2 separate regions of the Danio rerio genome follow, and region 2 is linked to region 1. Evidence: chromatin contacts called from public Micro-C data. All regions are on one chromosome and are shown on one strand. The core of a region is the stretch at or near the end of the contact, and the rest is flanking DNA. Distances in the headings are between cores, read along the strand shown. Region 1 overlaps arhgap36 (Rho GTPase activating protein 36). Region 2 overlaps nhsl2 (NHS-like 2).

What was found. Hi-C and Micro-C count contacts between places; a contact is called where the count stands out from the background.
Region 2: a contact with region 1 is called in a Micro-C map of caudal fin, with 10 times the contacts expected there. The contact joins two enhancer-like sites. A contact is called at or near these places in 2 of 18 Hi-C or Micro-C datasets (caudal fin and an unstated tissue) and 1 of 4 datasets of contacts at active chromatin or transcription factors (caudal fin).

What each region holds. Positions count from the first base shown.
Region 1 is chr7:53,225,087-53,231,523 of GRCz12tu, forward strand. arhgap36 (Rho GTPase activating protein 36) reads right to left here. Exons shown (of 13, transcript NM_001351681.2): 6 at 1,268-1,323. Among named protein-coding and RNA genes, the nearest start is that of usp12b, 59 kb to the left of the region's middle. Within about 2 kb of position 1,410, at least 28 of the 62 cell types and tissues checked have an H3K27ac peak or open chromatin away from gene starts, as enhancers often do.
Region 2 is chr7:53,420,995-53,427,893 of GRCz12tu, forward strand. The region is part of intron 1 of nhsl2 (NHS-like 2); the gene reads right to left. Among named protein-coding and RNA genes, the nearest start is that of nhsl2, 47 kb to the right of the region's middle. Within about 2 kb of position 4,972, at least 8 of the 62 cell types and tissues checked have an H3K27ac peak or open chromatin away from gene starts, as enhancers often do.

The DNA.
Region 1 (6,437 bases), core at 160-2,659:
CTGAATTATTAGCCCTGTTGTTTATCCCCCCCCCCCCCCATTTTATGTTTAACGGAGAGAAGGTTTTTTCTACACAATTCTAAACATAATAATTTTAATAACTCTTTTCTAATAACTGATTTATTTTATCTTTGCCATGGTGAAAGTAAAAAAAATATTTTACTAGATATTTTTCAAGACATTTCTATACAGCTTAAAGTGACATTTAAAGGCTTAACTAGGTTAATTAGGTCAACTCAGCAGGTTAGGGTAATTAGGCAAGTTGTTGTATAACAATGGTCTGTCCTGTAGACTATCAAAAAATATAGCTTAAAGGGGCTAATAATTTTGACCTTAAAATGGTCTAAAAAAATTAGAAACTGCTTTTATTCTGGATGAAATAAAACAAATAAGACTTTCTCCAGAAGAAAAAATATTATCAGACATACTGTGATAAATGTAAATCACAGTAAATGCCCTTGCTCTGTTAAACATCATTCGGGAAATATAAAAAAAAATAAAATAAAATTCAAAGGGGGCTAATAATTCTTTTCTTACTTAAAAATTTTGTCTTGTTTCTAGTCCAAATATCTACATTTCAAAGCAAAAACAAGATTATTTTGTAATCACACTGGCAGATCATTTTACTTGTTTTAAGCAAAAACTCTTAATATTCACTTATTTCTTCTGCAGTTGAAAACAAAACAATATTTTTACATGATCTAAGAATTTTTAGATATTTGGACTAGAAATGAGACAAAGTAAGAAGCATTTTTTAATTATTCAAATTCTGTACCTGAATACTGTTAGGCTCCCCAGAAAACCATCAAATAGATCTATCCACACCATCTTGTGAAACTGTATTCAAATCACAATATTTTATCACAAAAAGAATTAAATATCGCAATATAAGATTTTTTCAATATCGTGCAGCCCTATTTCCTAGTGCGATAACAGTGATAAAATGATACTTCCTTATTTTCTTTGCTTAAAAAAGCTCATATGTCAGATATATGTGAAACTTATATCTAAAAAAGGGACATGTAGGAGTATGCAAATTCTTACATTTTAATAATGTAATGTAACTACCAGGAAACATAGGTCTGGTAAACATGGTGTATTTATTGGTGTATAGTGTATTCCTAGGTTTTTGCTCTGCAATGCCATATTTTTGCAGTTTTAGTTTGAAAGACAGGGGGCGCATGTCACATGTGAGAGAGACAAATGTTGTTTATAATGCAGTGGCTGTAAACTGACTCTAGAGAGCAGCTGGAACTGACAAACTTACTTGACGGACTCTTTTCTTGGAGCTGCCGACACGGAAAATCCCCAAAGTTTGTAATCCTAGAGAGAGACAAAGAGAGAGAGAGAGAGATAGTAAACAAGTGTTGGGATCATATTTCACTGTGCTGATTTTATATCTATTTTAGTGTTTTTTTTGGGTGTCATCTCATCTGACTGACCTTCTGTTCGTAACCCAAGCAGGGTGTGTAATAGTATGAGGCAGAAGATGTGTTCAGATAAGTTCATCTAAATTTCTGGGAGGGGGGATAAAAGGTTGATTTATTTCACATCCAGTAGCTCTAACATGCTATGCTTAGTTCGAGATATTTATCAAAGCAATATTTTTATCACCTGAAGTTTTCAAATGATCGTTTTTTTTATTTTATTAAAGTCTATTAATTTAAAGGACAGTACAAACATAGATACTGCTTAATGACAACTATTGACTTCACTGATATTCACTAATTTAATTTAAAACAATATATTGTATAGGTTGGTCATCTAAAAAGCATCCGCTGTGTAAAACATATGCAGGATAAGTTAGTGGTTCATTCTGCGGTGGCAACCCCGGATGAATAAAGGGACTCAGTCGAAGGAAAATGAATAAATGATCTCTACTAGTTCGGATATGACATCTTTTTGATGAACTCTAGATATAAAAAAGTGACTTTTATTACAATTTTTGCTAGTTCAAAACAATATATGTATATAATAAATAATACGCATAGAAATAAATCGGTACAATAACAAAGAATAAAGTTGTATCAGCCCAATAGCTAGTTTTGTGCCATAAATTAAACGAACAACCCTGAGAATATTCTGTCGAAATCATATCCTGATGCTGACATCATACTGTATATATCCTGACAATGTCAAAATCTTATATCCAGAAATCACAGAAGACCTACCTCCACTTCAGAAAAAAAATACTTCACTTTGTGGCTGCTGTTTTGTGGTCTAAAGCTACGAGATGGTCTTAATGTTATTTCTGAATGTTATATTACACAAATCATTTGATCGCGTATAGCGAAACTAAACACCATAGAATACACAAGACAAGTCATTCGTATACTTTTGAATAGGAAAAAGTGTAACTGTCAATATGGCAAATGAAGACCGTCTTCTAGTACAGGAGCCAATCAGCAATCGATTTATGGTCAATAAAACCCGCTTTCTAGTACAGGAGCCAATCAGCGATTGCTATAGAAGACAATTCTCCAGGGCAGGGGCTCGGACCAGACGTGAGTTTCTGCAGATTTTGTGTGATACGAACATTTAGAAATAAAACTAAAGAAACAGTTGTTGTTTATTTTTATTGGTTATTCATAATATGAATTGTAATCGTAATCTTGGCAAGTAGTTTCGGAGAATTTGATGTTTTCCCATTCAGACAGAATGCCTGAGCATACTGCCCGAGAGGTGTTTCGAAGATGGCCCCTGAGTGAAATGACTTGCCTTAAAGGGACTTTGGCGAAACTTAATTATTATTTTAAATCTTTTTTTCCCCATCTCTTTTGTCAGCAAGAAGTCGTATATATAATAACACTTAGTATGATCACTTATTCGTTTTTATATACCTTAAAGAGGTCAGATTAACATGATGGTTAACCCAGACAGATTCATTTAAAATTCTTCTTTAATGTTTTGAAAAAGAAAGAAGTCACCTAAATCTTGGATGGCCTGAGGGTGGCTAAGTTAACAGCAAATTTAAGTTTTTAGGTAAACCGTCCCTTTAAGTACATTAATGTTTTTCCTTTTACTTAAAAGTATCTCATATGCGCAATGGCTGAATAGAGCAACTTCTGAATAGAGCAGAATAGAGCAACTTACTCCGTTACTTCACGGAATTAACATTTAAGTAGACACTTTATTAGGATTAAATGTTGTTAAAAGCAACCCAAGCTCATTCTGATTACGTAGACCAGTATACATTTCTGCAGATCACTAAACTTGCCCCAGGAGCTAAGTTTTTTTCAGTTTTTGTGTTCGTGAATCCACCAGAGGCAGATGTGTATGCTTTTTCAGATCTCAAATTTCTCTTGCGTGTGCCATTTGCACGGCTGCCATCGTATATGTCGAGCTACTGGACGAACTGGTAACAGCGAGGAAGCCATCCATACGGAGGTAATCGGTCAGCTGGTAAGCTAAAAAAGGAAATGGTGTCATACCGCCACAGAGCGGTATGATGAAATGCAGCAAAACGTTCCTCTGGCTTCATAATTCTCAATCTCTAGAAATGTATAAAGGGCTACATTTTCAGAATGAGCTCATGTTGGTTAAAAGTGTCATTTACCCCTAAATCTGAACACTAGCAAAAGTTTTAAGCAATTTCTTGGTTAAAAATATATTCCTGGCACAATTATGGACATTTAGGTGTTTTTTTGTTTGTTTGTTTTGTTTTAATGATAACATAAACACCAAATATAAACCAGGTGTTCTCTATGCCTGTGAAAGACTGCATAAACGGAACATTGTTAAAGACTTTTATTTGTGTGATGTACATTGACATATTTCCAACCGAAAAGAAATATTGAGTAGGATGCAGGGTTTTATTTTTGAGCTCCACCTCTCATCTTTTACTCGCTGCAAACTAACATTTAAAAGGGCCTGGCTAAGCATATTCCACCCAAGTCATCTGACTGACATAAGATTTACTGACGTAAAATTTGATTCGAGATTATGAAAACTGTTTTTTTTCAGTGGATTAACTTTGATTAATTGTTTACTTTAATATTACTAGGAGGACCCTTTTCACATTTCCGTGTTTTTCAGTAGCAGGAATTGTGATAGTTATGTAAACTTAGAGCGCAGTGAATGGGAGAGTACAACAAATATTTTTTTTACAATCCAATTTGCTGAAATAATGAAAGAAAAACTCTACAATGGTGTTATTAAGGCTGCCAGAAAAAAGGAAAAAAAATTTGTGTGAGACTGATGACAGCAGCCAGAGGAGAAAATCATGTCAATTTTTCTGTCCAGTCTCTAAAAGCTGCATTAGAAACACCTCGCAGAGTGAGTTTTTTTTTTGTAAATTGATGCAAAGATAATTGAATACATATATAAATACATATAAATGTTCATATTTTTGTTTTATCAAAATATTAAAAACTTTCATCATTTAAGGTGCTGATGACCATTAAAGGTGCAGTAGGTGATTGTCTTCAGAAACATTTTTTGTTGTGCTGGTTGAACGTCTCTTCACATTTCAATAGTAATGATTAAAGTAAATGATCTAAATGTGTTTATATTATAGGTGGGCATAGAATAATTTTTTTTTTTTTTATCTAGATTAATCTTGAATTTAATCTAGATTAAAATGGCTCATATGAATGCTGCCAAAGGCATTCAGAATTTGTGTTACTGCTACCCAAATAATACGTCTTTGAGAATGGGTTTCTCAAGCCAGGTGGTGCATTAAGCAGGGGCTCATCTCCTGTTTCCAAAATGCATCACAAACTGCATGAGAAACTGTTCTATTTTGATAATTAGTGATGAAAATAAATAAAGTTCAGTAAAATGTACTTGTGTTTACTAACTGTTTATTCAGTTAAACATGAATTTTGAACTGTAGGCCTAAATAGGCTTGAAAAAGCGATTTTTGGTCACCTTGATCCGACTAAAGTCATAACTGAAATAAACAGAAATGGAATTAAGAAATGTGGAGTATGCAGATATTAGTGGCACTATTGAAGTCACTGCGATCAGTAAACAGCGTCATGTATAACTTTTTTTGCCATATTTTCCGACAAGATCCACACACACAGCTGTCAGTAAAGGACTGCACACACACACACACACACACACACACACACACACACACACACACACACACACACACACACACACACTGTCTGTCAACAAATGTAAGTTTGAACATCTGCAGCCATTCATACAGATCCACCAATTTGCAGGCACGCACGTTTACCTCACCTGCAGCTGGACATTATTGAGAGACAGAGAGAGCAAAACAAATGCTTAATTAAAACTTTTTAAAATCCTGAATCAATAATGAAGTTAGTTTTGCACGCTGGCCAAAGGATGACACCATGGCTGAAGTATTTCTTTTAGACAGGTAATGTTCTGTTTTAAAAGTTATTTAGCTTCACACAAAGCTGATGTAGATTGTGTTGTTGTTAGGAATGGGTTAACTTGTAAGTGTTGTTCAGCCACTGAAATCTCTTAGCAAAAGACTGATGTGACTATTTTCAGTTTCATAAGGTCCTTTTACAGCATCAATAATGTAGAGTTTTATTTAGTTCAACAACAGAACATCAGTAAACAACGCTTTTCCACCTAGCCTGCTTTACTGAGGTGAAGTTGGTTTTATATTCACATTGGGTCATTTTTGAACAATGACAGCCCGTGAGGCGCTCCCTATGTTGTTTAACATGCTACTCTAAATATTTGGTTTGAAATAGCATGCACAGCACGTGAGAGAGGGTTGTGAAATTATTATTAAATGTTTACTGATTGAAACTTTGATTATTCCATAGTGATCTAAGGGGAAAAATAATTGTATGATGTTTGTGTTCTTAAAAAGGTAAAAATGTACAATATTAAATTTCAAGAGTTCACACTTAGACATTGCTTGAAGCTATGAGCAAGTTTGGTATGCTGTTACGGGAGAAAACCCTGAGCTTGGAGATATTTGAGCCCAGGGCTCCCGTCTGGTCAATAAGCATGTAAGGGTGTCCGAGATCAGGTAGGTCTTGAGAGCTCCCCCTGGTAAAGCGAGGAAAAAGAGAAGATGGGGTGGAAGGGGGGATTCTTCCAAAACGAAGAGCAGGTAGTAGGGTGAAATTGGGCTGTGTCCGAAACCACCTACTTCTCAGTAGGTACTGCATTTGAATTTAAACCTACTACTCGGCCGTTAGAAAAGTTTGTTCTATACAGTATGAACGTGAAAAGTATGAATGGAATTCAGACGTACTACATCTGCCATTTTGTCATGGTCACGTGACCTACCTGCATAAATTGCGTCGCTTTAGTCCCATTCATAAATTCGCTCGGGGGGCATCATGGGATAGCGCAGCGTGCATGGGATGCGCACTCCAGAATCTCGCCGGAAGTAGTAAGTCTTCCGGCTCGCATACTGATTTTAGCATACTATATAGTATGGAAGTATGCCGTTTCGGACACAGTCTTGGTCTCTATAATGTAAGCTTGAATCAATC
Region 2 (6,899 bases), core at 3,722-6,221, 200 kb after region 1:
TGAGGCAAGTTTTGCAACATTTTCTCTTATCCTATAAACCAAAATCTGTTGTGTTTGTTCACTAGTTTGACATATTTAAAGACTGGTATTTAATAGCCATTGATGGAATTCTTCCAGTGTCAGAAGTTTAAAGGCAAGTCCTCTCCATTCCTCCATTCCTCCATTGGTCTCACGCAATCATGTGATGCGATTTTCTGTCTTCAGAGTTCACCAAACTTAAACTTTGCAACACAGTGAACTGTGAAACTTATGCACGAGCTTGCCTTTCCGGCATGACACATTCGCTTACGTATGAAAAGAAGTCTGAGGCAAAAAGTGCAGTGTGATTACGGCTTTAAGCCCCCGGTCAGATCACACAATTTTTTAGCAAGTTGCAAAAGTCTTTATGTCAGATTATGCTATTTTTTCTTTAAAAAATCTTATCAATCTTATGTGGGTAACAAATGTGCCAGACTACACGTTACTTCATGATTAGTCATCCTGTGGCGTCTACGACAAGAGTTATTTCCCAAAAGCAGTCACAAGTGTTGCTATAACAATATTTCTTATCTTATTCCTTTCAATGTTTATTTTTAATCTTATTTCAATCTCAATCAACACTGATGCTTGCAGGCAACTAATAACTACATTTTTAAGGGCATTCATTGCGACATGGATATGATCAAACTAATGATTTCTTTTTACTATTAAGATATTTTCTTTGAAATTTAAATGTATATTTTCCTGCCATGGGTTGCTTATTAAATCTCTTGCCTGAACTTGCCGCGAGTGCATTAATGAAATAACGATATATTTACAAATTTGCAAATATATGGCAGAGGTTTGTTATACAACAATTACAGTGAAGCATTAATTAAATCCTTATTTTCCACAGTGGGAAACAAATCATCCACCCACAAAAATATAACTTGTATGATTTTCGTTTTGAAAAAATTTGGCTTGGTGTAAATTGTATCTTAATTTGAATGAATCTTTTGTTGGTCAGTTATCTACTGGATAAACAAGAATAACGAATAACATCTGAAGTGAAGTGCTTCAAAACCAGTCATGCTTCAGCGCCAAAGTTAAACTTTTCCTTTTTAATGACAAAATTATCCATTGCTGATGAGTTTCATTTTAATTAGTTTAATCAAGACATTTGAATATGTAGAAAATGCTCCTACAATTTATTCACAGCACTGACGTGTTTCCAGATTACCTCGGAAGAACGAACTTGCTCAAAAGACTAATACAACTCAGAAATTCGTTGTGAGAATGGAGATGTCTGCATATCTGTGCCAGTCTATCAACTTTGCATAAAACACCTTAATATTTTAGAAAAGGTGAAGTTTGCATAGCCAATGCTATTCCACCCACAACTCACCCATAAATAAATGGGACCCAGGACATTTTTAGCTAAATCTGTGGTCCTTGATTCGTATAATCCAAGTCAATGGCCAGCCGTGTTAGAAATTAAAATAAACACATACAAACAAGTTCATATCAATCACTGGGGTCGTGATGATGCGCTGGGATATTATGAAGTAAAAGGTCTGTGAAAGAAATTGAAAATTACTTTTTTTTTATTAGCTTTAATCCATAGTTTTAGAGTTTGGGGTGTGTACATAAGAAATATGCCAAAATCAGTGGATACAACACCTGTCAGGCTTGTCTGGATTTCATTTACATTTTTTTTATAAATAATTCTTTTTGAATTTGACAGGATTGTAAGATTAGTTTAAAGTGACTTCACAAATTATTAATTTTTAAATTATTAAAAACACATCAATTCGTTTTGTTTTTGGCTTAGTACCTTTATTAATCAGGGGTCGCCACAGCAGAATGAACCGCCAACTAATCCAGCATATGTTTTATGCAGCGGATGCCTTTCCAGCTGCAACCTATCACTGGGAAACATCCACACACACTCATTCACACAGCACACTAGGGACAATGTACTGTAGCTTACCCAATTCACCTATAGCACATGTCTTTGGACTTGTGGGGGAAACCCACGGCAACATGGGAAGAACATGCAAACTCCACACAGAAATGCCAACTGACAAATACTATTTAGAAACTTCCAGACTGACGTGTTGAGGCTTTGTTGAGGTCAAATTTGGGCCCCTCTCCTACAAAAACACACAACTTAACAGTAAATCAGACAACAGAAGCCAAAAAACAAACCTTTTTGCTGCACCGACATCACTTTCATGGTCAAAATAAATGCTTTAGCCTGTTTTTGTTAAAAGAGACTGATCCACAGCATCACCAAATGTGTCATGGATTAATGATGTAAAACATGTCTTTCATACATTTTAAAGAGAACTGACTGCCATACAAGCTGGAATGAATGACCATTAATTGAAATCCAATATTCACAATATAGCTTGTAACATGTTCAAACGGTGTGACCAGTTACTATCATAAAATTGTATCAAAGTGAAAATGTGGGTTTCCTCCGGGTGCTCCGGTTTTCCCCACAGTCCAAAGACATGCAGAACACGTGAATTGAATAAACTAAATTGGCAGTAGTGTATGTGAGAATGTGAGCATGTATGGGTGTTTCCCAGTACTAGGTTGCAGCTGAAAGGGCATCCGCTGTGTAAAACATATGCTGGATAAGTTGGCGGTTCATTCTACTGTGACGACCCTGGAGGAATAAAAAAACTAAGCTGAAAGAAAATGAATGAATGAATGAAAATTTGTCCTCCAGATATGCAAAATAATATGGTCAAAAACACTGTGCCACCTAATAGCTATTCCTGACAAATATATGTGCCGTTCTAATTCAGTTGTTTCATTTGATTTTATCAAGTTAGTTTTGAAGAAATATAATCTTATTTTCTGTCATCAGGATGTGGCAGCAACGGCAAATTTTTCTGCTTAGGCAAGCACTTCGCAGACACTTTAAAACTGACACTTGCGCCGTGGCTGCCGTCTTGTCAAGTGTGATAGATGAATGAATTATTAACCAGATTAAAAATCCCCACCTGCCACTGAATTTTATACTGCAGTCCAACAAACAAAAAGTTAATATTGCACAACTTGTTTGAGACACAATATTTCTACTTTGTTTTTAGGCTTTTGCACCCAACTATCAGCATTTCAGCTCTTTGACAGTCAGTGCTTTTTAGCTGTTTATGAACAAACCACTTCTATGAATGATTTAGCTAATCACTTACTGTATGAAATAAAGTCAGTTGTCTCCTATTACTGGTGTGACAACATAACCTGCTGGAAGATTAAAAAAGTCCCACAAATTTAAACCAACAGCACTTACAAACAACTGATCATCAATAATCACTCAAATATACACAAGGAATATTACTTTTCTTAATGTTTTTCAACAGTTTTTAATTTGAGATAAATTCAAAAATGCTTCAAATCTTATTAGAAATATAGTTTGTTTTAAAGGGGATCTAATAACTTTTATAAGTAGTGTAAGCACATTTGTGTGGCAACAGTGTGTGAATACAACCAGCCTCTAATGGTAAAAATAATAATAAAAATAATAATAATAATTCATTTTTTAATTACACTTGATAAAACTTTTATTGAGGTTCTCCCTTTGTACTTGTTACAAGAGGGGAAAAGCCCCGCCCACTAGTGACTATCTCACCCTAATTAGCATAAACAGCCCTTAGTGAGAAGCAGGCGTCTACCATTAGTTTTTACGTGCTGAAAATAATGTCAGCGACTAAGAGGATTTTAATTGTTGAGTTTTAGGATGCACAAATGTTTGAGATACTTCTGTTCACATTTTCACTTTTTTACAGAGATAACATTAGTTCTGACTCCTGATTAATAAAGGAACTAAGCCGAAAAGAAAATGAATGAATGAATGAATGAATGAATGAATGATAGTCCTGTTTTGAATATGCTGGCTATGGTGACACACTGTACACACAAGCATTTGAAGCCCCACCCTATTTTAAAAAGAGCACAATCTCATTTGAATTTAAAGTGACAGTCACCAAAACGGTACAATCTTGATCAAAACCTAAAAGGGTCATTTTCAAAAAAGTATAAAATTATATTTGTGAGGTATTTTGAGCTGAAACTTTTTAGAACCACTCTAGAGATATCAGAGAAATGTAAACCACTGCAGAAAGTTCTAACCAGCAGGTCCATGTAATTTACAGTACAGTTACTTAATAAATAACCCACTGTAAATTAAAAGAGTTAACGTATGCTTTTTGTTTTCACAAGCTTTGGAGACGTAACATAAATTTGGCTTTTAAATATTAGGTTACCTAGAGCTTTCGCCATAAGGCTGTGTTCAAAATGAAATCAATGTTAACAAAGTGCACTGTTAAGGGAACACAATTGTAAACATCAAAATCGCTAAAACTGAACAGTAAAATTAGTTTGGAAGCAAATTACACTTAAGAGAGATGACCTTAATGCTTTTTTATTTTTAATAATTCAAACTTTGAATGTTAAAATGTTTTAAATGAATAGGGCATAGGAGGGATAAGTGGGAATAGAACACAGCCAGGAACTATGTTTATAACTACAGCTCCAGAGGTGTAGTTGCGAGTGCTCAAGTTTATGATGCAGTTTGCGAATGTTCGTTAGAGCGACAGATTTGAGAAACTGCAAATCAACAAACTATGTTTGTAACGACAGAACTTGTGACCTTAATTGGCTAACCATGTTTTTGGGAAATGCACCCCTGATTGGTATTTTAAGCTGAAACGTTAAAGACATTCTGCAGACACCAAAGGCTTATCTTACATTTTGTAAAAAGGGTCAAATAGGTGGCCTTGAAAACAGAAAATAAAAATCATACAAATTATTATTATATTATTCATGTTTATTTGATAGCATGCAAAATGTTTATTTAACCTGCATTTTAAAAAAGATGTGACTAAAAACATTACTATAGTTTTATTTTTAAAGAAAAAAACATACTGTGGACCTCTTGATTTGAGCACAGCGCTGGTCTGCTCAGACCTTACAAACAGCACAACAGTTCTGATGGAGAGCTGTAGGCGGAGCTGCGTCTTGGACAGCGTTTGATGTAGAACTGCGTCTTATCTTTCCAGATCCCAAGAGTCATAATAGAGGAAAGAGAAGAAGGAACAAAAGCAGCATAATCTCTCTCATTTCCTGTTATGTTATTGATAGCAAAACGTGAATGCACACTTGCAGACACGTTTTTGTAATGTGTTTATATATAATCACATGTATGTGTGCATGTTTGACCTCAGTCTTTTGCATCGCTCGTGGTGAGACAAATACATAGTACTAAAAACACAATTTCTTTCACAATTTCATGCACACATAATCCCTTAAAAGGAAGAGAAAACTCTATCCCTTGAACTATTTCAACCTCCTATATACCACTAAGGCTAATGCTATGTGTATTTTTCTTTCTTGATTTCTTTCTTTCTTTCTTTCTTTCTTTCTCTCTGCATCTTTCTCTGATTAGTGTAAACATCAATGCAGACGCCTAAATCTCTCTCGGTTAAAGAAGGTTTCTCTCCAAGGCCTGAGGCCAGTGAGTCTGCTCTTCCCCCGAACTCTCTGTACATGAGAGCTTTTACAAATGTAGGAGGGTGAAGCATCCATCGGTTACGCCAGGTGCTTAATTAGGCAAAGATTTAAAATAGAGACCATAACAAAGTTAAGGGGACATGAGTAGGGCAGACACAGGCAGATCACGCAGAGTTCACAGTACTGATACACAGAGCTGTTCTTCCCTCTAGTGGATGTGAATGAAACTGCAAATTTTGTGCAATTCATGTTTATTACTATTAAGCCTCGCAAAATTAACCATGATTTTATTTAAGCAATGGTGAAGTCATCCCTTTTTTGTAGTTTAAAAAGAATACAGTTTTACTTCAAATGATAATGTAAAGCTATGGATACTGTATAGTGAATTTGGGTTTTTTCATAAGTAACTACAAATTAGAAACAAACTTTTAAAAATAGGGAGAGTAACATTTTTTAAGCAATTGCTGTATGCTAGAAAGTTTAATCTTATAATTTATTATTCTGAAGAATTTCTTATTTAAAAATTAAGAAATGAGCAATGCAGAAATAAAAGTTTTGAAAATCTACTTACCCAAAGTTCTGACACTTCAAAAAAGAAGTCATTTAACCTTTTTATTCACAAATCGTTAATGAGCCAAAAGGCTAGGTTTGTACTCGCGGGTCAACAAAAAATGCATTTCCCTCATGAAATAAAATTTGAATAATTTTTAAATCATAATGACTTACTTTCTCATTACTGTATAATGAGATATTTTCTCGTAATAATGACAAAGTTTCTTATAATAATGACTTATTTTCTCGCATTAAGGACTTAAAAAAAAATCTGTTAATAATAATATTATGAGAAGTCATTATTACGAGAAAGTAGAACATTATTATGAGAAAGTTTCTCATTATTATGAAAAAAATTCTCATCATTATGAGATGTTAAGCAGTTATTATGATAAAATATCTCATTATTACCAGAAAAAGCTTTATGGTATGTTCACACATACGAGGAATTTGCTTTCGTGACAGAGATTCTACAGTGCAACAGAATTACAGAGACAGGACAAAAAACATATAATAAATATATTTTAAAAATAGAAGTAGTGAATGCTAATATAGTAAGAAAGTCAATGTTATGAGAAAGTAAGACATTATTTTGAGACAGTTTATCATTATTTTGAGGTTAAGTCATTATTATGAAATAGTAAGTCATTAATAAGATAAAATAAGTAATTTTAATCGAAAATTTTGTCATTACGAGATGTTAAGTCATTATTGCGAAAAAAATATCTCATTATAATGAGAAAGCACATCAATATTATGAGAAAGTTTCTCATTATTATGAGATGTTAAGTCATTATTATGAGAAAATAAGACATTATTTTGAGAAAGTCTCTCATTATTATGAGATGTTAAGTCATCATTATGAT